5 separate regions of the Zea mays genome follow, and all the other regions are linked to region 1. The links are chromatin contacts, called in public Hi-C maps. All regions are on one chromosome and are shown on one strand. Each heading gives the region's core, a stretch centred on a gene start, on an enhancer-like site or on the middle of the called end of the contact. The rest is flanking DNA. Distances are from core to core; before and after follow the strand shown.

What was found. A called contact is a pair of places that touch in the nucleus more often than the background predicts.
Region 2: a Hi-C map of tassel shows a contact between it and region 1, with 2.9 times the contacts expected there. The contact joins the promoter of LOC103629629 here to the promoter of LOC100384146 in region 1. A contact is called at or near these places in 2 of 25 Hi-C or Micro-C datasets (ear and tassel).
Region 3: a contact with region 1 is called in a Hi-C map of ear, with 2.9 times the contacts expected there. The contact joins the promoter of LOC100286190 here to the promoter of LOC100384146 in region 1. A contact is called at or near these places in 2 of 25 Hi-C or Micro-C datasets (ear and tassel).
Region 4: a Hi-C map of tassel shows a contact between it and region 1, with 4 times the contacts expected there. The contact joins the promoter of LOC100216800 here to the promoter of LOC100384146 in region 1. A contact is called at or near these places in 2 of 25 Hi-C or Micro-C datasets (ear and tassel).
Region 5: a contact with region 1 is called in a Hi-C map of leaf, with 3 times the contacts expected there. The contact joins the promoter of LOC100273103 here to the promoter of LOC100384146 in region 1. A contact is called at or near these places in 6 of 25 Hi-C or Micro-C datasets (ear, endosperm, leaf and 2 more).

The regions. Positions count from the first base shown.
Region 1 is chr6:99,122,314-99,127,616 of Zm-B73-REFERENCE-NAM-5.0, reverse strand. LOC100384146 reads left to right here and starts at 2,286. Exons shown (of 1, transcript NM_001176725.1): 1 at 2,286-4,099. The coding sequence starts at 2,541. The coding sequence ends at 3,899.
Region 2 is chr6:99,604,573-99,609,875 of Zm-B73-REFERENCE-NAM-5.0, reverse strand. LOC103629629 reads left to right here and starts at 2,846. Exons shown (of 5, transcript XM_020539316.3): 1 at 2,846-3,479; 2 at 4,048-4,634; 3 at 4,756-5,176. The coding sequence starts at 3,440.
Region 3 is chr6:98,698,763-98,704,065 of Zm-B73-REFERENCE-NAM-5.0, reverse strand. LOC100286190 (auxin-independent growth promoter-like protein) reads right to left here and starts at 2,075. Exons shown (of 11, transcript NM_001159078.2): 1 at 1,653-2,075; 2 at 1,506-1,556; 3 at 1,310-1,400; 4 at 289-365; 5 at 1-33. The coding sequence starts at 1,952. It overlaps LOC103629621 (probable methyltransferase PMT9), which reads right to left. Exons shown (of 8, transcript XM_008650704.4): 5 at 5,197-5,303; 6 at 4,347-4,459; 7 at 4,030-4,250; 8 at 2,821-3,364. The coding sequence ends at 3,046.
Region 4 is chr6:99,541,360-99,546,662 of Zm-B73-REFERENCE-NAM-5.0, reverse strand. LOC100216800 reads right to left here and starts at 3,335. Exons shown (of 3, transcript NM_001143199.2): 1 at 2,192-3,335; 2 at 222-487. The coding sequence starts at 3,114.
Region 5 is chr6:99,391,044-99,396,346 of Zm-B73-REFERENCE-NAM-5.0, reverse strand. LOC100273103 reads right to left here and starts at 3,026. Exons shown (of 10, transcript NM_001360206.1): 1 at 2,693-3,026; 2 at 1,083-1,223; 3 at 957-990; 4 at 336-471; 5 at 176-232. The coding sequence starts at 2,903. It also overlaps the pseudogene LOC109940478.

The DNA.
Region 1 (5,303 bases), core at 1,037-3,536:
GGAATGGACAGGCACGCCGCCTACGGAATGGACAGGCACGCCGCCTACGGAATGGACAGGTCGCCGCCTGCCAGCGGAATGGACAGGTCATCGCCTGCCAGCGGAATGGACAGGTCTCAATAAATGCGGAGGCGGCACACCGCCTGCCAGTGAAATGGACAGGCGGCACGCCTTATCCTCAATAAATGCAGAGACCGCGTAACCCGGAGGCCTTACGTCAGGCTCCGCCCGTTGGCTTACGACACGTGCAGTAGGCCACGTGGCAGCATCGGGCCTCCGCCTGGACGGGGAGCAGAAATGTATGTGGACAGGTCCGCACCAGACTAGGTCTAGACACGTGTCGGTACCGGACCCCCGCTTGGGTCCTGTTCAAGGCCCATGTATGTTCTGTCCTAGGACCTTGGGACCCCATTGTGGGCGGCCCGGACCCTATACGGGAGGGTCTGGATCTCATTCCAGGGGTCCGGCTTGCACACGTGGAGGTCCTAGACCAACCTTGGGGGTCCGGACTGTATATCCAGGGGTCCGGCGCTCTCCCGCGGGTGTCCGGACTTACTGTTGATGCTTTGGGGTATATCACCTTCTCCGGACACGTGGCGGCTTCGGACCCACCCATGTGGTGGAGTCGGGCGCTGCTGTGGACCCAGAGTAGTCGCCCGAGACTGGGGCGAGTCGTGGCTTGGTCCCATACACAACACCCTTACCACACGACTAAGGGATAGCCGCGTGGGCACTGTGTATTTATACAGTAGTAAGGGGTACCCTATTTTCAGGGTATCGACAAAGTTCATGTTTTTCTGATTATCAAACTTATGCAACTTATCTATGTAGCCATGTTTGGAAGGGGTTCTCCAAGAATCAACATGCTCTTATCGAAAAGTGCAACAAAGAAGCCTTCTCCTAAAGCTGGTGATCCAAGAAAGCATGGAGGTTCTCCAAAAGGTATGCAAGTAGACAAATCAAGAGAAATTAAGAGCCTCTTGGAATTCTGCAACTGGTGTTTCTTCCTTGTCTTGTGTAGAGAAATTAAGAGCCGCTTGGAACTCAACTCTAGAGAAGACTCTTGTGGACCTTTTGCATGAGCACAAAACAGCTGATTATAGGGGTCAAAATGGATGGACAACATAAGCATGGAACAAAATTGTCAAGGAATTTCATCAGAGGGAACAATATGTCTATTTCACAAAGACACAAATACAAGATAAGGAAAGAGAACTGAAAGGGACTATAGGTTGCTAAAGGATGCAAATAATCAAAGTGGAGCTCATGTTGATGAGAAGATAGGGAGGATTATGGCTAACCCAGATTTATGGAAAAAATATACTGACTTCTCATCCTAAGGCTACAAAGTTCCGCAACAAGTCTTTTCCTTTATATGAGGCCTTGGGGAGCTTTTATGATGGTTAGTCTCATTATAGTGTACATGCTGCCGGCCGATAAATGATTAGTCTCATTACAATCAGCTATGACTTGAGCGCCGATCAACTAAAAATGCCTCACCGCAGGTGTGTGTGATGTCGGCATGGATTAACCGAACAGTAAAAATGGGCCATGTATTAAATCCTAGTTGTAATTGAAACATACATGGTTTAGGTAACATGAGATGGATTCACTCAATCCCGCCCTGTATTAGATCCCATTGTGTAATAAATACAGCCTACCGAACAAGACCTCAGTGATCGCGGTTTTACTTAACGTGCATGCTGACGGCCGGTAACCATCCAAACCAAGAGGAAACCAGAACACACATATAAATATGCATTAAACCAAACAAACAAAGCTACATGTGTCTGTGCAACTTTGGTACTGAATCCTATCAGCCAGAGATCAGACAATGAAGTGTACGCATGCAGCTGGACTGGCTTGGATCGGAGCAAGGAAACCTGATGTACTCTGCTGGACTAATCTGGCACTGTGCTCTTCAGCTGAACTGGTAGGGCGTCGCGTCGGCTCGACGCGCGCAACGGGCTGGACCGCGGGGCGCGGGACATGCGACGCCCCGCAGCAACGGACCAACGTCCAACGGTAGTCTATCCGGCGCGGCAGTGGCACACGGACACGGCGCCAAGAGCACAAGACGGAGCCGGAGCGGGAGCGCTCCTGGCTCCTGCAACGTCTACCTCTCCCGTCTGAGCCTGCCACGGCCCAGCCCCACCCAACTACTACTCGCAGCGTGGCCCATACTGTCAGTGAGCGTGTTTTCCCTATCCCCCAACGGTCGAGTACTGACACCCCCGCCTCTTAAACCTCTCTTTCATCTTTCCCCGCACCGCATCGCACCGCGAGTTTCGAAAACCCCAACCAATCGCGCCTCAGATCACGCGAGGGCGTGAGGGGGAATTCGCTCTCCCAGCCTCCGCTCACCCGTCGATCGATCGTCCGGGCCAGGTATCCGTCCGTCTGGTTTGGAATTTCGATTGCTCGTTTGGATTGGTTCGGGGGGCTGTGTTCTGCTGGCTTGCTTCCGCCCTGATCTCTCTGCTCGTGCCGATCCTCGACGGGACGACGAAACACAGGGGCTCTCCGGCGGCACCGGGGCCATGGAGGAGGACCCGCTCATCCCGCTGGTGCACGTCTGGAACAACGCCGCCTTCGACCATGCCTCCGCCTCCGCCTCCGCGTGGCACGCCCATTCCCCTGCGCCCGCGAGCGCCCGCGAGGGGGACAAGGAGAACCACCGCCCCGAGCCCGACGTTGAGGCGGAGGTCGACGACGTTGAGGCCGAGATTTACCACATCGAGGCGGAGATCCTGCGCCTGTCTTCCCGCCTCCACCACCTCCGCACCTCCAAGCAGACGGAGCCGCCCAAGCGTGGACAGGTCGCGCGGACGCGGATGCGGGGGCTCAGTCTGGGCCAGCTCGACGTCGCCGCTGCCGTCGACTCCGACCCGCTCACCGACAAGCAGCAGCCGAGCGCCGCGCAGGGCTTGAAAAAGCCTATCAAGCAGGCCCCGGCGGCGCCGCGAGGCCGGAGCTCCAGCCTCGGGCCCCTCGAGATCGTCGCCACGAACCCTAGGGTCCTCCGCTCCTCCGCCGCCGCCGCTGCCGCACCGAAGAGGAAGATTCAGGGCGAGGGCGGCGCCGCGCGGCCGATCCTCAGGCCGATCAAGGAGCCTCCCGTGCAGCGGCGCCGGGGCGTCAGCCTCGGGCCCTTGGAGATCCACCACGGCGTCGGCAGCAAGCCCGGGGCGGCGGCGCGGGTCAAGCACTTCTCCAACAACAGGCTCGGTGCCGTTCGAGAGGAGGAAGGCCAGCGTTCCAAGGAGCACGCCGTCCCCGCCAGACCGTGGCCATCCAGCAATGCCAGGCACCCACTGGATGCCAGGCAAGGCACCGCAGCAAGCAGAGCCAAGGCGAGGAGCGGGAGCATAAGCCCCAGCAGGTTCAGGAGGCAGTCCACTTCCAAGGCTGCCGAGACAAGAGCGGGAAATGCCAAGCCTACAGAGGCGACGAGGGGAGGGAGCGAAGCGGTCAATCACACCAGCAATGTAGCCACGACGAAGAGGCCGGCGGGGAGCTCCAAGGTCAGGGTTGTCCCGAGCCGCTACAGCATCCCACCTGGCTCCTCCCTAGCAGCTGTGACACAAGGCAACCGATGCAAGCAGTCTCTCCCAGGATCGGCTACTGAGACCAGAGTAAATCTCACTGAGCCGCCGAACGACGAGTTGTCTCCTGAAGAACTTGCCAAGGTTGCAGAGCTGCTCCCAAGGATTAGGACCATGCCGCCTTCTGATGAGAGCCCGCGTGACTCGGGATGTGCCAAGCGTGTTGCTGATTTGGTCGGGAAGCGATCCTTCTTCACTGCTGCAGGGGACGATGGCAATCTCGTTACGCCCTACCAGGCACGGGTGGTTGAACTTGAATCACCCGAGGCAGCAGCAGAAGAAGCAGAAGCTTGAGAAGTTTGTCTTTGATCAATTCCGAAGTGGCTTGCATCTGGGCGTGGCCTCTTTTTGCAGTGTGTGCTACTACATAGTCTACTGTTACATTCATATCATATCACATTTCCTATTTTTTCCCCCTTGAGACATTGCTTAGTACTTTTGTGTTGCCTTGTGAAAAGAGAGTGGAAAGGTTTGCATCTGCTGATGCTCTTGTTTCGGATTGTGTGTTCCTGGTTCGATGAAGTACAGGATAATGCTGTGGTTTATAACATGCCGCCTCATTTGGATATTTTGCTAGGACTGATGAATTGATGTCCCATGTCTGCATGTAAGTATCATTAGCACACCTATTGGCTATTAGGTTCTCTCATTTTTACACCAATCCAGCTAGAAATGCCACATTTTTCTCCTGAATGTTGTACAACAACCATGCATGATGATGGTACAGTTCGTGCCTGTTTGGCACTGATGTTTTAGTTTCATAATACTACTACACTTTGCAATTGTCACAATAATGTCATTAATTTTGGCCAGCTCCAATGTTTAGACAAAAGCTAGTCATGCTATAAAAGCTTCGAGTTGAACTAATGTTTAGTAACGAAGGGTAAAATCACAATTACAATGCCGAAGAAGGGTATCATCACAATTACCTCTATAAAACATGCATGGTTTTAAAAACACATTTTCAGAAACACAATCAAACATCTCATATTATAAAATACTACGATATTACTATAAACCATAGTATTCTAGAAACTATAAAAATAATTTACTTCCAAGCAGGCCATTAGTCTTACACACCGCCGGAAGAGGAAGTCCATTGATGAAAAATATGAAACATTGGTGAAAAACGGGTGGTGTGTTTGAGTAACACAGTTTTTCAGCTTGGACCTGATTTATTGGGACCTCAGACAGGCCTGGATCAGTCATTCAGGAGTTCACCTTGAAGCATCACGGGAATGCCGAACGCCAAAATCCTAAGAATATTAGAAAGAAAACAAACTGCTGGCGATCAAGACAACCCGCTTTTTTGTCTGAATACTTGCCGATGATTGTTCGGTATGAGAGCAACTCCAAAAGAACACTAAAAATTTGTTTGCTAAAACGTCTTATTGGGGCTGATGAAAAAAAATATTCTCGCTAAAAACAATTTAAATCTACATCAGACTGCTAATAACTAATCCCTAATAATTTTGAAACAGATCCCGTAGGACATGGCTTGCCTATTTGGGCCAGCTCGTTTGCGTCATGGGCTCGTATGTGCTGCAGGTGTCATCGTTGTTCATAGCTCCTGTGCATCGCTGTCATCCCTACAGGCTACATCCCTACTAAACAAAACTGAAATTGACCACAAGCTGGCACTGACTGAAACTAACACTAACTGAAAACCAAATGGTCAATTTCAGAAAATATACACTG
Region 2 (5,303 bases), core at 1,597-4,096, 480 kb before region 1:
AATCTATATTTATTTATTTGCTATTTGACTACTTTTCTTCTCTTAAGTGAATATGCACAAAAAGGAAAATTAAATATTTTCCAAAAACACATTCATGAAAAAAACATGTATTTATTTATTTTATTATTTTTACCTTATATGAATTTTAGGGCTTTACAATAACCATCCACAGTTTATATTGAATGTTTAATTGGTGTTTCAAATAGATGGACAATTTTTTGAGCTTATATCATGGAGGCAATGTGGAACAAGATCCATATGGAAATGCCAAGTTCATTGACATGCGACACGTGCCGGTACTATTCGATGGTAGACCCTCCTTGAGTGATGTGTTTACAAAGGCTAAACAAAACTAGGTTACCATGAAGATGATGACATTGCGGTTGACAGAGTGCTTAACATTGGTCATCCACCAAATGTCATAAGACGAGTCATCCCAATTGATTGTCAACTGGATTGGGATAATTATGTTACTTCGGCTATGAAGACCCATTTGCAACTCATGGAGGTTGTGGTGCGTCCGGTTGTAGTAGACCGTCCCCCTGAAGACTTTGATCGTGCTATCGATGACGTGCCAACTGTTTCTGATGCTCAATCTGGCCCCAATTTGATCCCATTAAGTCAGCCAGGAGATGGCCTGTAGACAGATTCTGCTGCGTGTATCCCTTTGGCACAAATTCTTTGGTGATGGTTTTATTGCCTCCAACAGTATTGTTTTAGGATTTTGTAAAATTATTCTTGAATCATTGAGCTCGTTTACACCAAATTATTTTTTTAATTATGTAGGTGGCGGCTTGAGACACATAGTTTTCATCTTCCTTTTGGTGATATGACAGTCACATTAGAGGATACACAGAAGATACTTGGACTCGATGTTGGTGGGAGAGCAGTGACAGGCCAATGTGACTCTGACGGTTGGAGGGCTAGAGTTGAGGCCTTTCTTGGTAGAGAGCTTCCTGCTGAGGGCGTTGACAGGACTGCTGGAGTACGCATCACATGGCTCTGTAAGTCGTTTGGTGTGTGACCTGCTGATGCTGATGAGGATACAGTCCAGTTCTATTGTCGGGCTTGGATCCTGCACATGTTTGGTTGTGTCCTCTTCCTAGACGCCATAGGAGACTTCGCGTCATGGATGTACATCCCATGTCTAACCGACTGGGATACAGCTGGACACTACAGTTGGGGCTCCGCTGTGCTTTCTTTTTTGTTGCGGCAGCTTTGTGAGGCTTGCCGTCGTACGTCCTCATCTTCGTCTATAGGCGGTTGCGTCTACCTCCTGCAGATATGGATGTGGTTTCGCATACCAGTTGGTCGGCCACGTGTTTTCCAGCCTAGAACATGGCCATGGATCATTGTTGGAAATGACCGTCTTCGACCGACGTATGCTTATATTTGGGACCAAGTGGCAGCTCCTTTTGCCAAAGCTAAGAGGGCATACATGGAGTATGTTAACGAGTTTGACACGCTTTCGGCCTCTAGCGTAAGTACTCAACATGTATATCTTATCGTTATGAAATTTGTTTTATTATACTTAACATAGATTGCTTCATTTTTATTTCAGGTCACATGGCAGCCATACAACGCACCTGAGTTGGATGAGATGATCTTTAGTGAAGTATGCAGCAGTGAAGATGAACTCTATATGATGCAATGTCCTATGATCTGTTTCTGGTGTATTGAGTGGCACCTACCTCACAGGGTTCAGAGACAGTTTGGTAGGAACCAGATATGGCCGGTTGAAGATATTCCTACTTCTAAGGAGCTACACAAGTAAGTTTGCAATCTATAAATTCAATTATTCCAGTTTGCAATTTATAACATCAATCATTCGCAACTTTGTGTTCTTTATATGATATGATTTGTGTGTAGATTTGACTGGCGAAAGCAAAAGAAGATAACAGACTTCCGTCAACATCATCTGATATTTATGAATTAATGGGATTTGGGTGCTGAGAATGTATATTCCAACGATGAGTTACACAACAATAGTGACTACAGGCGGTACCAAGCTTGGTACCAGGGTGCGACTTTTTAAGATTCTCCAACCACTTCTTTGTCTTTCCCTGATATTTCTGTGCCAATCCACTGCTCAAAATCACATAGCGGTGGAGGAGTCTACAAAACATGCAATTATTAGTAGGTAAAAAAACATTCGCCACTCCGAGTCTTCAAATTGTTAACATATTACAAGACTATTCTCACCATTAAATTCATCTGACGTTGAACAATAGTTGGCTCAAATGCAAAGTTAGCACACATCCAATACCTCTGTCGATAGGTGTCATGATCCTCAGACTTATAAACCTTACAAGGATCACCACAAAAACACATAGACACTGGAACACCACTTGGCAAAGGCAGCGGGTCGAAGGCAATTCCGGTCAAAGGACCCTTCCTAAATTTCCATAAGCTCTATAACAATCACAAATATAATAGACTCATAAAATAAGAGGCGGATCCAACACTTACCTTTGTTTAGCAGATTTACCACGCCTAGATATCCTATAAATCAGGATGATATCTCTAGTTTCGAAGAATAGGAATGAACACACAAAATCAGTCGAACGTAGGGTTCTATTTATAGGCACGTACCTCGACGCCATAGATCTTGGCGCCGAGGTAGGCGTCATTGACCGGCGGCGCCTACCTCGGCGCCAAGATATATGGTGCCGAGGTATGTGCCACGTAGATTCTCCGGTATCCCTCCATCTGACGTATGCACGCCAATAATATTGCCACCGGCACACACAAGCTCGGCGCCAATGATGACGGCGTCGAGCTAGGGGTCCATTTTTAAAAAGAAACTGACAGGGACATAATTATGCAAAAAAAAAAACCAAAAAGGGCAAAAAAAAAAAAAATGGCCGCACCGACCCTCGAGAGTCCAGACGGCCGTATCGTTGGCGCTTGTCGTCTCCCTATCGCCCCGGCTCCTCGCCTCTCCGTGGCCGGCCGGTGCTGATCACTTCTCTGCTCACCGCTCGAATCTGGGCTGTCGCCGAGCCATTCTGATCACCGCTGCTGATCACTTCTCTGCTCAACGGAAAGGAGACAGATTCGTGGTTCGTCAGCGGACGCGGCGGCGACTTCATAGGGTGTTCTCGGCCGCTTCCGGCGCGCAAAGCGGACGCACGGCGTGCGCCCGCCCCCAGGGATGAACTGCTCCAGATTCTACAAAGGTTAGATCTACTGCTGCATCTTCCGAATCCGCGTGCGAATGCACCGCCGAGCTCGATAAGGCCCTGTGGCCGCGCCGGCGCTGTGCCTCGTACGCCTGGCCGCAGGGTCGTTGGTAGGCGCGTACAACCCCGCCGCTATTGCTCGCGGATGGCCCGGTGCGTGGCTCGCTGAGGCAGTGTGAGGCTGCCGAGGGGGCCGGTGGGGAAATCTTGGATCCTGGTCGTTCGGCGACGTGGCGGTATCTATAGAGCTCGGATTCATGGGCTCGTCATCCCAGCACGATTCCATTTCCGCATCAGGTAACTCGGCTCTTGTCAATAAATTAAATTTCCTAGCAAGTGGTTTCGTCATACTTGGATGATAGAATCATTTTGCGTGCTTTTCTCATCTTCTCATTCGCTATCACTACTAGTCTACTACAGTGTTTGTCATAGCAATGGGCGCCAATCTTGCTGTGGGGGTTAGTTTTCAGTAGGACTTAGGAGTCCTTCCTTGGCTTGCAATGAATGAATCGGGCACAGCATTTGAACAAAAGAAGCGATTTGTTACTGTTAGGACTATTTTGGGAACCTCAAATCCCCTTCAGGATTGGAGGAAATTGAGATAGAAATGAACTAATTTCCTCTCCAATCCCCTTCAATCCCGAAGAGGATTTGAGTTTCCAAACTAGCCCTTAATGGGCCATAGGCGGGGATATGCAGGTCGCGGACCAACTTGTAGTTGATGCCCTTAATCTTCCAAACTGAAGATATATGCTCTTCTGCCTAAGTTTTGTTCCTAGTACTCTAGATGAACAGATGCTCCACGCTCTTAGCGAATTGGTTTTTCTACACCAAATGCTGGACTTATGGTCTGCAATCTTAACAGGAAGTTCGGAGCGTGCTGATGGCAGCAGAAGCAGCATTAGCATGTGGACCAAAATTACGAGCACAGACTCGTGGAGATGGTGCCTAGGGTTGATTTACATCGTTGCTGTTGCCAGTATATGGATTGCTGCTAGCTACATCGTGCAGTCTGTTGTGGATGCCGGTGTCTCTCCGTTCTTGATCACCTATATATGCAATTCTCTGTTTGTTGTCTACATTCCCATAGTCGAGGCTGCCCGGTACTTTGAGGATTCTATTGGTGACTTGTGGACAAAGCTGAAATTCAAGGATGCTGAAAGCCTGCAGCAGGCTTCTGACATGGAGAGTGTGAATCTTCTCCAAAGTGGGGGGCATGAGATCAATGTTGCCTCGGATCAATCACAAACAAGGCTGTCTGGAGACGCTTCAGTTCCAGATACATGCTTCCCTGCCCAGGCAGAGCTAACTGTTGTAGATTGCAGCAAAGGGTTGGATGCAAAAGGGCGCTGGACACGTGCTCGTGTGGCCCAAGTGAGCATGCTAATCAGCCCCTTTTGGTTCCTTGCACAGCTTACGTTCAATCTGTCTCTAAGATACACCACTGTCACGGTAAGTGTTACTAAGAAGAACTGAATGATACTTCCATATTTTACTGAGATCTACTTTTCTTTTGTCCTATCACTGTCTGGTCTAAAAAAATATATATGCTTCTGTTTCTGTGAATTTGCAGTCAAACACGATATTGAGTAGCACGTCTAGCCTCTTCACTTTCTTGGTTGCATTAGTTTTTCTTGGAGAGACATTCACATGGTTGAAGCTAATTAGTGTGCTTCTCTGCATGGGAGGTACAATAATTGTCAGCCTGGCTGATTCAAGTAGTTCAGTTAATGCCATTGCTACAAATCCTCCTCTTGGAGATTTCCTATCCATTGTTTCTGCTGGTTTATACGCTGTTTACATCACCTTGATTCGAAAAAAGTTGCCCGATGAGAAAGAAGGTCAAGGACAAGTGAGCATGGCTCAGTTTCTGGGATTCCTGGGACTGTTCAATATGTTGTTTTTCTTTCCTGTTGCGTTGGTGTTGAACTTCGCCAAGCTGGAGCCATTCCACAGGCTCACATGGGAACAAGCTGGTCTTGTTGTTGGAAAAGGTAGGTTTGCTCTCCACTCATGGAAGTTCTATTAATAAAGCTACACGGTGATATGTAGGAATAACCTGTAGAAATGCTGAGGACCCATTAATTAAAATAACACAGTGAGAAATGAACTGCTGCTAAT
Region 3 (5,303 bases), core at 826-3,325, 420 kb after region 1:
CATTATCTTAGCAATTGCAACAGCATTACATATCTGTGAACAAATCAAATATCCTAACAAAATTAATAAACATGCAATGCTACTAAGATAACATGAGCACAAAAAAACTGGCAACAGAATGATGATCTTCTGAAACTCTAGTATTAAGAATGAAACCTCATAAAGTAGAAAAAAGTTTAGCAAGATCAACATTTTCCATTTTAAGTCTAAATAGCAAAATAAGTCAGGTGTCTACTCTTTACAAGGCAACTACTCAAGGTGAAAATTTTGTGAAAGAAACATGCGTACAGCTATACGTTGCTGGTTTAATCCACCCTCAGCGTGAATAAATATAAACCCAGAAGTTTCATTCTCTGACACGAGGTCTGCAAAATGGAGAACAAACTGGTTGTTGTCAAGAACGAGCCATAGCTTCAAGTGAATGTTTGTCTTGTGCTAAAGTTGCAGATTGATAAACGAAAACAATAATGAAGAACTACACAATTTGAAAAGCCGTGCCTTGCAAAGTTAAAATTCTTTCCTAAGAGGGCATATTGCCATGTACAATGGAGATCCTTCCTTAGACATGGCACTTTGGTAAGAAAATCGACAAGTGCTTATAAGGTGCTTTAAGTTATCAGATGTGCTAACAAATTGGATGAGCCTGTTTAGACTCCATTTTGCTTCAGATAGATTAATTTTTATACACATGCTTGGCGTGACAACATCATGTCTTAAAAAAAACTCGGCCGGGTAGGGAAAAACTGTCCTCCCGATATTATATTAAGAATAGACCGAAACATGATCCCGGCCAAGAAAATCTTCGAACCCTGGCCCCCTATCACTAGCGGGCCGTCACCGTCCACTCTGCAAAGGCCCAGCCGGAGGGTGACGCGCATGACGTAACCCTAGAGCGAGCAAGACACAGCGAGAATTTTTTAACCAATCCAGAAATTCGTCCCGAAGGGGATCGAACCCGGGACCTGGAGGTGCTACTCAAAAGCCTTAACCATTACGCTAGAGTCCCTTTCGCAAGTGGCAACATCATATCTTTAACAGGCACTATTGGAATCAAAGAGGTTATTATTTGCAACTTTTTTCTTGGCATAATCGTTGTACTTCAAATTTACTCTGCCCTTATGCAGATTGTGCGTCCATGATTATTTTCTCCAACCAGTGTAATTCCAAACGGAGAGTGGCACATCATCAAATGAAAAACTGTCATGGCTCACACCCAAGTCAATAATACAACTCAGGGTGATAAATACAGCAAACTAGGAGCACAATTAGCATCTGCATTTTAGCCAGAACACTCTGATTTTGTACTTGCCTGAGACCTCATGTCTCTGACGCTCAGCACACGGCTTCCACGAAGTTGCTGCTGCATGAGGATTCTCCCACAGAGAGTCTGGCTGGCTGACCTACAGCGTAATACCAAGCCAGACAAAATCACATTCAGTCTCCAGTCACATTGCATGCGAAATCAGGTTCCCCGGAATGCATTGCTCAGGAGAAGGCCACTTTACCCTGGGGCAGTGGAGCCGAATCCCCTCCTTGCGGCACAGGTACGGAGCGTTCTAGGGCCCAGCACCAACACGACGTAAGCAGCGAGTTAGGGATCTCGATGAAACGTAACGGATATGAGAGAAGCGACCAGGGAGCCAGGAACTGACGAGGCGTGCCCAGAGGGAAGGCGCGGAGAAGAGCGCAGCGAGGGCGAAGCAGGCGATGGCCGCGACCAGGATCCGGTAGGAGGCGGAGGCGGTGGGGGACCTGGGGTCCTCGCACGCGAGGAGGGCGCGGACGGGGGGCGGGAGCGGCCACCTCTGGTGAGGGCGGAGCCCGTCCCTGCCGCCGCCGACGCGGGGGGACGCGACCAAGGGCGAGGACGCGGCCTCGGCGTCGCGCTTGGAAGGGGAGCCAGTGGCGCGCGTCGCCGCCGCCGCCGCCGTGGCGTGCCGCAGCTCGGCCATGGCTCCGCCGCGCGGCGTATGTGCGGCGGGTGCCGCTTTCCTTCTTCTCCCTTGCTCCTTCTGCCGCGGCGCTGGTGTCTAGTGTCGCGGCGGCGGTCTGGCGGAGGCGACGGCAGCGAACTGTTGGGATATCCCGAGTGAAGTGAGGCGAGGTCGGGTCGGGTTCGTTGGCCTGGCTGCGCTAGACGGACAGGTATGCCAGTCACCGACGCACCCGCTCGCCGCCTTCCAGACGTGTCACAGTTCCGGACGGCTTGAACCCGCACAGGAAGCTGTTTTTCCTGGAATCATGCTAATAAATTTGAGCTGGTTTATGCAAGCTTCCTTCTGCTTTCAAATATGTATTTTTGAAACATTTGATCACTTTGCCCTGCATTAGCGATTTCAAGCTCATTTAACTAGCTTCATCGTATCTGCCACTGCCAGTAGTCGGTTGGTGCCGTACCTCCGTGACAGTGACACGGTATAGGCACTCTTGTTTCAGCTTCTTGTCACGGAAAGTTGTTGGCGTCTAGTTTTTCTGTCCATTCTTATGAGAATTAATTTAGTCAATATAAATACAAAATTGTGTAAATCGTTACGATAGTAGGAAACCATCATTTTCTACGTCATAAACTCTATAAACTTTTTATCTTCTTCCGCGCGTAATCTTTACGCTTAATCTTTATGATACTCAGATTCTTTCTGTAGAATATGTAGTTTTAGATTCTCAGAAAAACTACTCGATGAAAAAGCTGAACCCAACAGTCAGCTAGATTCTCGAAAAACTTCACATCCAATCAACCAAAAATCTAGGTGTGAGAGTTGAGCCACTGACAAAGTGAATAACGCAAGAGTTTTGCGAAAAAAATTATTCATAGAACCAAAGTGGAGAATCGGATTTATAAAAAAGTAAAGAAAGAGAACTATACTGACTATGTAATATGTATATCAAAAGGACTGAAGCCTGCGTCTGATGCTGATGCTAAATCTACTGTTGACATTTCACCACACGAGAAAAAAGAAGGCGTCGAATACTACATTACATTTGAGGATTAGGACAACGCCGGTGCAGAGTTAGCTACAGTTAGGATCAAAACAAGAGAAACGGCTGCTACGACAAATCTTGCACCGAGTGATTCCAGAGCTTTTTCCTCACGATCAAGACTCTTTCGTCACCTATTGTGAGCGCATCTTTCTTAGGCCTCATCTCAAACGTCCAGTCGTCCCACCTTAGCGCTGGTAAAAGTTTCTTGATGTAGGTAACGACATCAACTTTGTCTCTGATGATGGCGTAACCATAAGGCCTTAGGATGCGGTCCATCTCGATCAGAAGATCCTCCAGGCTACATCCCCGCTTCTCTATCTCAGAAAACAGGAGCCAGGCGTGAAGGAGGTCGTAGGTGCGCGGGTATGTCGAGAATGATTCACACCTTCAGTTAAACAGGTCATAAATAAAGAAAATTAGCATCACCCCCCTATGTAACGGGAAGTAAGGCAGACACAGTCACACAGGACAATGCACAAGAAATTTCTTCAGTAGTGAAGAGGTTAGAAATGAAAAGGATGGTCTTAAAAAAATGGAAAGAAGCAACAGAATGGGAGCGCCTATATCAGATATGTTGACAGGCCTCTTTTTTTTGCGAGGACCCATGTTTCTCGGTTTTGTTTAATTATAATAACAATAACAACGCAGGTAATTTTATAATGGACAGAAGTATTGGCCTCAAGGCTCAAACACTACATCCATATTCCAAAATATGACAGCCAAACTACATCAATTTCTGAAAACCATGTTTACGACTGCAGCCACTATTCTAGTTGCACAACTTAAGAATTACACGCGGTTGCAGCTTAGAAATCAAACAAGATAATATCACCCCCTTCCACACGAGTTAAGAATTTTATATGGACAACCATGAGAAAACAGTTTGTGAATTTATTTATGGATAATTAATTGCAGACTATAGTCACAATGAAACTCTTATCTGTATAGCACAAGACAAAACAAATGTAATAGTTCTAATTTCTAGGGATGCAAATTCCACCTTGAAACAGTAAAATAAATAGATGGGAAGTATGTCAAAAAAAAACTTACCAGTCATGGGTAGTCCCCATTAAACCACGATCATATATAATTTTCAGCTTTCCAGATTCCGTGAAAGGAACTACATTCATAACCCAGACATTCTTTTTCTTCAGAGATGCTGCAAATCCACCAAGGTTAGCACTCATATCCATAACGTTTCGAAAGGAATCCTTTTGTATCTCGAACTTCATGTGCTTCCAGTACTGAATTACTCTAGAATGCCAAATCTCCTGCAAACAATATTTCAAGGTAATAGATCGCCACCAGGAAGTTATGTTTGCCCATATTGCAAAACGCTGATGTTTTATACTAAATTACTAACTCACATTGTCCTCTGAAAAATTGTTCCAACTGATTCCAAGCTCTTCCAGGCACGGTGGTGGTGTTGTGAGCCTTTGTGGCCAGGGAAGTAATTCGCTGCCTTTAGCCTTACTAACTCCTGTTTAGGTGAAAAAAACATGCTGGGAACAGATTACCGGTGTGCTAAAACGAATAACCAATAGGGCCCAACACATGATTGATACGTGAGCAGTGAGCTATTTAGTATAGAATGACAACTAGGTTCACCATTTCCTTATGAAACATGCAAGGAGAATTTAATTTTTTAGTTCCAAAACCAGAACATGCATGTTTGAACTCAACCAGAAATACAATGCTATGATTCTCATATTACATATGGTGGTTCAGCACGGAAGCTGTACAGAATTCTAGCAAATTGTACGGTCATATTGTAATAGTAAAAGTTTGAAAATTATAGGATAATCATTTCACCAATGGTCACCAGTAACTATGTGTTGTGACTATCTTAACACAATTGTTTACGGTATTTTAAGAAAAAAAGGCACAAAAATAGCCCCTCTGGTGTGTGTGCGAAAAATAGTAGAAGGTAACCAACAAAGGGGTGTGGGGATCATGGACAAAACTTGTAAAAAAATAGGGAGTAATCTATGAGATTGAGATCTACACATCTACATAGATAGTGTCTTCCTGCAAATGTCAGAGCAAATCATACATGGGTTTGAGCCGGTTGGCAGTTGATGGGCAATCTGAGCAATAGCGTTTTTGCACCATGTGTTTTTCTACATGTATAATCGATATAAAATTCAAACTCCACGAGGCAGTATACACTATTATCGTATTTGGTGTTCTGAAGGAAAATGAAGGGAATGAACTTACTCTTAGAGTATGGGGTTAGGCATACTTTCATGGGGACACCCCAATCAGCATCTGAGTCACCATCACGTTCACACATGGGGGGAAGTGTTCCAGGCTCTCTCCTCATA
Region 4 (5,303 bases), core at 2,086-4,585, 420 kb before region 1:
GCGGTCCAGAGCTGCTAGGATCACAGCTGTGAGATGATGAATCAAATGAAGAAAAATGGTAATCAGATGGAAACTCACAGGTTAAGTACTCAAAGAATACAAAATAGTGTCCTTCTTTCAGAGCTAGCATAGCATCATCATCGGACAACCAAAAGAAAAAGTTGAAGTACCTAGACACAATGGGAAATAGTAGTAGTAAAGGAAGCAGAGAAAGGAGATACCTGAAAAGGTCGTAGGGTCTGGTGAAACATGTCGTGGCACCAGCGAATAAGGCAAGCCACCTTTCATCTCTCTTTCAAAATTAGCAATTGTTTCCTGGTCGTAAACTTCCTTTGAACCCCAAAACTGCAGGATCTTCTCAACACGGGTCTGGTTGTCATCTTTACTCTGTGAATTATTGTAAACCCTTGCAAGCATGGGACCCAGTACGGATTTGAAAGCAATAGCCTCATTGTCAAGGTCCCGAATACTAGTTCGTCTCTGTAAGCTGTAGCATGTCAAATACATTCAGAAATCAGCGATGGATTAAATTAAATACACATAGTTACAAGTCATGTACACTTCGAAATTCTCAGAAGCTACATTTGATCGGGTGACGGGTGTCATGCATTATCCTAACCAAACAAAATCCTTAGGCCTTGTTCGGTTATTCCAATTACATGTGGATTGGAGTGTATTGGAAAGGATTGTGATGGATTTTGACTTACTATTGACTTAAACTGACTCAATACCACCCAATCCACATGGGTTAAGGGTGAAACGAACAAGCCCTTAGTCATCTGAACAATTCCAATCTATTTGGGTATTATTCAATATCATCAGCCCATTTAAAACATATAGTAAAACTTCATTTCAACTTGATACATGCATTTCTATTTCCCCACATGGCCCCCTCCTATTGCAGTGTCTAAATTTATACCATATTTAGCACTTCCTTATGCTACATGGAAACTAAGATCTGATTACAGACACAGTTGTTAATCTCATTCTAGTACAGGCCAGGATGGCCGGATTACCTCAGACCACTGTATAGACTGGCACAACAGAGGTCAAATCCAGTACTGGTCATGGTTCTGGCTCTTTTGACTGGTCAACGATTAGTCAGGCTGGTCGCCTGTTTGTGTCCGATTAGGCAGACGACCCGACTAAATGGGCTGGTCGTCCGACTAATCGTCGATTAGGGCAACTAATTGTCCACTTACTGTTTCCTGGTCGCCCGGCTAGGGTTTTGGTATGGGGCCATTTTCAGTCCATCTACAGTATCATTTAGTCTGGCCTCTTCTCTCCTCTGCCCATACCCAGCTGCCCGGCTGCCAAAACGCTGTACACGTACACCTCCTCTCGTGCCCGACCTCCAGCCTTCAGACCTACCTGGTCGCCGAAGGCTGCCCTTGCACCCCAGACCGGACATCGAGCTCCAGCGGCCACAGAACACCGGCGACTGCTCACCTTTGCCCCTCTGATGGCCTGCTCCACCGGTGCCTCTGCCTGCTCGGCTGCTGCAGTCCAGACGGCCAGTACTGACGGCAGCTGTGATAGAGCACCGACGACGACTGTGACAAACTACCGGCGTCTCCACTCTCCAGCAGACCAGCACCATTGACGAGATGAGCTCGTCATCTCAAGGTTCCTCCTACCCCCTTCTCTGTATTTCTTGCCCGTGCCCAGTGCCGAACTAGTGGATGGTTGCTGGCTTACTGCTTTACTCCTAAGCCATTGCTAGGTAGTCAGGTTCAGGTAAGTAACAAATCACAATAAAGCAATCAGTTATTTTGTTTATCCTAGCTGGTTGTTCTAATTTATATAATGTATGTAGGTTATATATATATATATATATATATATATATATATATATATATATATATATATATATATATATATATATATATATATATATAAGTCGCCTAGTCGGTCCCAGGGTTCGACCAGACGACTTGAAATCATTGGTGGATGCTGAACATATGAATTAGTCACTCTACAAACTGCTGCACTACAGCAATGAGATATAGAAACAATATATGGTGGTTAGATAACACTTCATGCACTGGTATGTTATTCAGCATGATAACTGAAGTATTCATCAAAATGAGCATAAGGAATATTTGTCATCGGAAGAACTACAATTAACAAATAAAAGGCCTAAAGTAAGAAGTCCTACTTTAATAAACATAGGAAACAAATCAAGCCATACCTTTCAAAAAGAATATCGTTCACCAGGAAAATTATGTGCAGCTGCCGCTCCGAATCCTCCAACACAAATACTCTCTCCTTAAGAGCTTCAGCCAGAGCCGGCGCGAACGGCAATCTTTGCATAAACCATGACTTCGCTCCCTTTATTGATTCCTTAGTGCCATTAAGATTGATAAGCACATCTTGGAGCTCAGCAGCAACATCTGCAGGGAGCGGTCCGGACAGTCCCTTGAATGGTTGCGCCGCAGCTTCATAGTCCCCATGGCCGTGAGCAGCAGCAAACTGCTGGTGCTGGTCATAGAATGGCGGGTACCCCGGCTGGTGAATCGGCGGTCCCCTCATCATAGGGCCCATAGGCGGCATCATATGCATCGAGGCCGGCGGGTAGGGCGCGGGCACCGGCGGGCGCGGCAAGAGCCAGAGCATGTACCTGTAGTAGGCGTGACCTTCCCCGCCGAAGACGAAGGCGTAGTCCGGGTTGTCGTGCTGCTTGTCGCGGATCATGGCCTCGAAATCCGGCCCGTTCTTCGCGATGTACTCGACGAGCTTGTCGATGCGCTTCTGGAGCTCCGGATCGGCGGGTGGAGCGGCCGGAGGAGGCGGGGCGGACTCGAACGGTGGCGGGTGCATGTAAGGGTGGTGCGGCGGCGGCGGGGAGGGCGTGGACAAGGCGTGCGGCGGCGGCGGGTGCGCTGCGTACGGGGGAGGCGGCTGCTGGTGCGGCAGCAGGTGCGAGTAGGCAGGCGGCATGGGGCGCGCATAGGGCGCGGGCCGGTACTGCGGGAGCGGCGCGCCGTAAGGGTGGGGCGGGTACTGAGGCGGCGGCGCCTGTGGGTGGTACCCGCCGTACTGCGGCGGCGGTGGCTGCTGCCCCTGTGCGTACGCCATGGCCGCAGCCGCGTAGTCCTGGGGTTGCCGGTCCATGGGCTCCGACGAGAAGAAGGGTAGGGCTCCGACGAAAGAAGGGTAGGGCTCCGAGAGCCGGCGGCGGCTGAGACGACTCACGGGACAGGGGAGGAGGAGGAGAGGGTCCGTGACAGCTCCCGGCCGTCGATGCGTATCTCTGGCGTTCCCTGCAATCCAAGGGAGCAGACGGGCCCAGGCGCAGCTGCACCTCCTCCGCACGCTGCGCAGGCCTAGCAACGCGGCCTGTTAAGACGTTCCCCTCGCTGAGCCCAGCCCAGACGCTGCGCTTCTTTATTTTAGCGCGAGGGTTAGAGCCGCCAGGATCCATCCACTGTTCGATTTTTAAGTATTCTAACTAGGTGAGTGTCCGTGCGTTGCAACGACAAACCAATTAGAAGAGACCACGATAGAAGAATGGAAGTGAGGGAATACTTGACAGGTTCTAATATGATGTAAACACCTAGAATATGTTTCTCCACATACATTTCTTTCCATAGAATGCTATATAACTACATTTCATAAATTGCTAGGAATCCAAGAGCAAATGACTGAACATGGACAAGGTAAAAGACAGGAAAGAAAGATAGTGTTCTATAGTGAATCAACTTATGAGTTAGTGGGTGTGATGTATTTTACTTATGTCTGATGTTTTCTCCCTATTTTGCAGAGGGGGGAGATAAGTCGTATGAAAGAAAATATGTACCAAAAATCATGAACAAGCTGCACTGGAACAAATGATTTTTAGCATATTTACTAAATGGCAGTCACGACTATTACCACCCACACCTATAAAACGTAATCCAATACACCTGACTTGAATGTATTACCTTCTATGACCATGTGTGTGACTAATTTAAGAACTACACAATCAAATTCATTTGCATAATATCAGGATACCTAACTATACAACAAAAGTAACTGATTCACTGTTCAAGACTGAAGATTCAGATACCTTTGAACAAGGTCTCGAATGACACAAGTTGGCTTCAATGCATTCGCTTAGCTTCTCGACGAACAAATTTCACTAAATCTCCTTCAACCATTTGTTGTTGTATAGGCCTTACAAACGTCCAAATAAAGGCCCTATTTGTGGAAGTTGTTGTGCGTTGTGATGGCACACACAAATTTACAATTTGAAAGCACCATATGCTAAAGATAATATTGAGTCTTTTGTAAAAAATTACTGAGACAAATGAAAAGAAACAAAAACTATGGTGCCAGTGCATCCTTACGAGCTTCTTTTAACAAGAACAAATGAGTGATAAAAATTTATCATTCCACCAATTTGTAGCATTTAGATGTGAGGACCTCATAAATGTTTTCTGCCTAGTTATTCAGTGATACAATACCTTCCAGCAACAACCAAATTTAGGATATAACACCTAAAAAGCTAAAGGAACAGAAAAGGTCAGGCATCAAGCAGCTGGTACAACTGAATGATCGTGGAATACAGTACCTCCATAGGAAAATATACATGTCGTGAATCACCGTAAGTCTGAAGGCAAGGCCAAGAGACATACTTCATTTTTTCTTATCCCAGTCCAAGCTGAAACGAAACACCATAGACTTTACGCTGAAACTAAACAACGTAGAATTTAGTATTAGCTTAGCACAGAAGAGTAAATGAGATTTAATCCATAGAAAAGCTAAGACTTTCTTTGACAAATTGTTAGATACAATAGTGTCGGCGTTTCGACCCCGGGGGGTCCCTGGACCGACGAGTAAATTGTCGTCGCGTGCCCCAGCCCAGATGGGTCGGCGCGAGACGGAGCGCGAAGGGGGGAAAACCGGAGGGAGACAGGCGTAAAAGGGGAAACCCGCGGCCTTCGTGTTTGTCCCGCGCCCAGGTCGGGTGCGCTTGCAGTAGGGGGTTACAAGCGTCCGCGTGGGAGGGAGCGAGAGGCCTGCACGCGCCGTCCCGTCCTCCCCGCGCGGCCAACCCTCTATAAGAGGGCCCTGGACCTTCCTTTTATAGGCATAAGGAGAGGGTCCAGGTGTACAATGGAAGATGTAGCAGTGTGCTAACGTGTCTAGCAGAGAGGAGCTAGTTCCCTAAGTACATGCCGTCGTGGCAGCCGGAGAGGTTTTGGCACCCTGTTCATGATGTCGTGGCCGTCGGAGGAGCGCTGGAGCCTGGCGGAAGGGCAGCTGTCGGGGCTGTCGAGTCCTTGCTGACGTCTCCTTGCTTCCGTAAGGGGGCTGAGAGC
Region 5 (5,303 bases), core at 1,777-4,276, 270 kb before region 1:
GAAGGGAATTCAAACCATAGTATCTAAACAAAATATATCACAACCATAATCAACTAGCGAATAAAATGAACTGATGGAATCCATGCATTATCATTTCAATTCCTCCGAATATATTAACCACTCAAGGTGTTGAGTAATCAATATGTAAGACATGTACTGAAAATTCATAACTAACCTCCAGCTTTGATTTATCTTCACGCAATGCTTCCATGTCCAGATGCATTTGTTTCAACTGCAAAGCACATGTAAATATATAAAAAAGGCCTAGGAATATGGGGGTAGATTCACTTGTATGTTATCATGACAATGAGATGGATCACATAGTTGAAACTTACTTGTTCTTCACGGCCATTTTTCTCATCACTGCTTAAGTACCTTTCATCTTTTCCTTTGTCTTCGTTATCTGAACTTCTAAAACTTACGGATGAATCGGTTTTTCCACCATCAGGACTTTTGCTATGTTTTCTCTCACTGAACAATCCATAAAACATAAAAATAAAGATAGGCAATTACAGTTGCAAAAAAATAGCATGTATACAGATCCCATGTCTAACATAAGATCAAAACTCGCCTTGGTTAAACCAAAATATTAAAGACCCTACACCCCACCCAAAGTTATAAATGGATAATAATTAGACTCCATGGTAGATTGTGGTTGAACAATCGAGTGAATCGACCAAAGGGTCTCAAACCACAAAGTTAAAATTGCAGCTCACAGATAAAAATGAAAGGGAACAAATTAGCAGGGACTAAGTCATAATGTCAAACGAAGTCACAGATAAAAATGAAAGGGAACAAATTAGCAGGGACTAGGTCATAATGTCAAACGAAGATAAATTAGCCACATAGCCTGATGGAATAAACATATTTAAACTATATACAGAGTTAACTGAGTGCACAACAAACTAAACAGCAGCATCTTCTGAAATGAATCCCTTATAATTGTTCCTACATACCTCTTCCTAATAGGTGATCTTGAATGACTAGATCCTACAAATCAAATTTCAGGGAGTAGTTAGAAGATAGAATGGACAATGGCAAATAACTTTTATTGGCGCAAGTGTGCACAGAAAAGTGATTACCCCTATCTTCAGAACTTGCTCTCTGTCTCTTATCACGAAATGAACGACGCCTGATATCTCTTTCAGGGGAAAACCTCCCATAGGGTGAGTGTCTTCTCTCAGGCCTAACTCTAAAGTCATTATCTCTGTAATCCCTTCTCCCTATAAATCAGGAAGGTGGAAGGTTTACACAAAAATATTATGCCATCAAAGAACAAAAGTTAGATTGAGCTGCACAGATACAAGGCAACACAGAAACCCATTAAGCTTACCATAACCTTGAGCCAAATGGTTATTCAATTAGCTACAAGAATTAGAGGGTCCACAATAACACCAATACACCATAGACCATAAACACAGACGAGCCAATACAACTAATGAAAGAGTATATGCCAATACATGATTACACGTCATGATTCACCACTTAGAATAGATCCAGTACTTGTAATACCAATCATCTGAAGAAAATTTGGATGGAATCACCAAAATTAATTAGCTATCATTTCCAATCATCATGGCATAATCTGCCAAAACTCCAATAGCAGCAAATAAATTTAATTTCACTTGGTCAGATGTTATCCATATGACTGCCAAAAAAATTGTTCAAAGATGATACTTGAAGGGCAGGTAACAATAAAGCCACGGATATAGCTTTATGCATTATATTCAAATGACGTGTTTCAATTAGTTGCAAAAGCTTCTAACAGCATTATTAAGGCTCACTGACCATAGCATGAATCTCATCAAGATACAATGTATGATATCTTCCATATTATGTTCTTCTGAGGCGGGTTAAGCATTCAATTGAACATAAATGACCAATTGTCAACTGAAAAGAAGGCCAGGATAGAAATAGGATGTGTCATCCTCTGGAAGCAGTCAATCTCAAATTCTCAGTCTCAATAAATCTGCCCATGAGACACAATTGTAAAATCAAAATAATAAGCAGCAATGCCAAGATTATCTGCAATGAAATCAGGCTTGTTGATGTTTTTTTTTGTGTTCTGCAACAGCAAGCACTCAGTTTAAGTACCACCACACAGGAATCGTGGTGTATATGCACCAGAAGACAAAAAAATGAGATAACACGAACTGAGAAAAGATTCAGGTGTCAAACCATCATATTGCTATGCAATTGAAGTGTAGATTCTTCTCAACCACGAGTACAAACTATAAAGCCTCCCAGAACTGTCAGCTATTAACATCTGCATCCCCCATTTGTACATCCTCCAAGGATGCACTTGCAAGTTGTTATCATTATATAATTCTTGCAGTTGCAACTATCTTCCCTGTCTGCTAGCTCTTCTCCTGAGAACATATGATTCGGATCACATTGCCGGTTTGCTGCACCACTTTGGAGCCTCTACTCATCAACCAATCATCCCAATAACAAGATGGACAAGCAGGCAGAAGATGCATCTCTTTGAAGAAGAGCGCGCTGGTTTCTCTTGCTCGGATGAAACGTCCAAATAACTTAATCCGACAGATTGGCATGGAATCGACAACAATTTGGGTACGGCAAAACCCAGAAGCATACGGTAAGGCGATGCAAAACCTAAAACGACAAACTACGCGCAGATCGAGAATGGGAGCGAGAGGGAGAGACGGATGGAGGTGCGCGTGGTGCATACCAGGCCGAGGGCGAGGCTGGAAGGAGGCGCGAGGGGGCGGCCTCCGGAGCTCAGCCTCGCCGTGGGCGAACCCGCAGTTGGGGCGGGGGCAGCCGCCCCTGCCTCTCCATAAAGCGCACAGCTTCGTCTTGTACGCCGGGCCGCGGAAGGGAGGAGGGCCCGAGGCATCTGGGCTCCCACCTCTGTCCCTCTCCTTCATCCCCTCCCGCATGGCTCCGGAGCGCGGCGGACAGCAGCACCGCTTGCTACAGTCCAGACGGCGGCCGAGAGGATGAACCGAAGACAACGAATGACACAGGGAAAATGGGAGGGCAACAGGGAAGGCCGGAAGGGCCTATAGGCGGCCCATCCGTCCATGGAAGTCCCATTCTACCCATTAGGGTTCGTGATTCAAAATATTGTTCTAAAAATTAAAAAATTATATCATTTAAAATGTTTAAACAACTACGTATTTTAAAAAAGTAGATTACATTATTAAGAAAAAAATGTTGAGAATAATGTAGAAACAAAAATAAGACACTTGTACGTGTAGTATGTTTAGGTTACTTCATTATGTGTCATATATTTTTTATAAAAACGTAAAATATGTTTGTTGGAGCTGTGTTTTTTTTAATTGAATCCTACATTTCAAGATACGACACTAATTTAAGTCACTGTTAAAGATGCTCTCAGAAGCAAGGTAATGGGAAGGGACCGAAGGATCTTTTGGTGATAAGAAAATTGGAGATGAATGAGTAGGAAAGAATTTTATTCCCCCGTTTGGATGAGAGCAGAGGATTAAAGGAATTAAAATCATTATATTATTTAATTTTGAATAACAAAAAGATTTTAGCTTCTCAAATCGTTCGATCCCTCAAATCACAAACAAGCCTCCAATCCCTATAATTCCTTTATCTACAAAACAACCCTAGATAGACGTGGATGTGTAAAATATAATACCAAAAGTAACTATAGACGGTTTCAGCAGAGTGCATATACAAACGTGGAAAATATGATGGCCTTTCTGGTACCCTAAATCCACAAAATTGCCTCTTCTTCTCGTCTCTACTTGTGCATCCACATGCGCTCTTGTTCACACGCTCGCATTCCTTGAGAAAGCCTTAGGCCTTGTTCGTTTGTGTCGGATTGGTGGGTCGAAACAATTCCTACCCGGATTGCTTCTCTAATTTATATAAACTTTGATTAGCTGGAACGATTCCGGGTGCAATCCGATAGAAACGAACAAGCCCTTAGTTTGATTTGCTTCTTGTAACTAAAAAACAGCTTCCGGTCGCTAAAAACAATCCAAATTATCTCTCTGTCCCCATTCGAAGTGGTTTTAAAAATATTTTTTATCTTTTATTTGGTTAGAAGATTGGTGGATATATTTGATAATGTTCGTCTATTTCGATTTATGCAAAAAATTATTTGTATGGCGCGTATTTGTATCCAACAAGTAATTGGTATTTTTTTAAAAAAATAAACTTGACGGCTCAACTTTTGAGAGATCATCGACAACGATTACAACAACATTTAGAAGGAACGGTGCTAGTAAAAGCTCCTCTCTTAAACTATGTGCAACGGTATACTCTATATTTCTCTCTCTATATCCTACTCATGTGATATTTGAGTGTTCTCTCTCCTCCTATATCTATATTAGCATAATTGTACTTTGTTACGGTTGTTATATACTCACTTGGTCTTATAATATAAGGTGTAACCACTTTTTGTTCTTGTCTCATAAGCTCTCTCTATGTATATGTACATCGATGCAATGGTATATAGAGAATTAAATATATATATTTTGTATTTGAACTAGAGCTGATATGCCTTATATACTAGGACGAGGATATTGGGATATTTATTTAAATATAATTATTATCTCTACTAACTATTAAGGGCACAGTGTAGACTGCCCCCGCCCGCGGATCAGGCGCACGCACGCCCCGCTCGCCCCCCACTGCGATTCCCTCCCGCCCGCGGCGAATCCCCCGCCATCTGATCCGCCAACCGACCTCCCTCCCCGATGCGCATCGCCGCCAGCAGCAGCATGCACGTGAATCTCTCGCCACCACCACCCGCTGCGTCCGCTCTCAACAACCTCCGCCTCCATCGCCCAAGAACTCCTCCTCCCGCCTCGTGGGCCGTCGCAACCCCTCCTGCCTGTAGATCCACTCCGCCGCGAACCTCCCCATGCCTCCACCGCTCCTTCCGTACCTCCTCGGGACACACGGCCAAGCACCAAGCGATCAACTCGCTCGCTGTGGCAATCGCGTTGTGCCTCCTCGCCGCGGACCTCATGGGGCTCGGCGGCGGGGGCAGGGTCATCTTCGTCGCCGTGCTCCTGGTGCTCCTCGCGTCCCCCGCTGTCGTGCTCCTGGATCCAGTTCCATCCTATCACGCAACTCTTCGGCAAGATCAGGGGAGGTTTGGTGCCTACGACTGTAGCAGGGAATGGTGTGATGAGGACTGGAAATCCCTCGGTATACTCTGACCACTTGTGGGCTAGCGCGTTCCTCGTCGACTCTTTCATGTCGTTCTTGCGGTGCGGCTCGGCTCTAGAGCTGCTCAAGGTGTGCACGAACGTCCTGGAGGAGATGGAGAAGTCCTACGCGTCGCGAATGCAAGACTG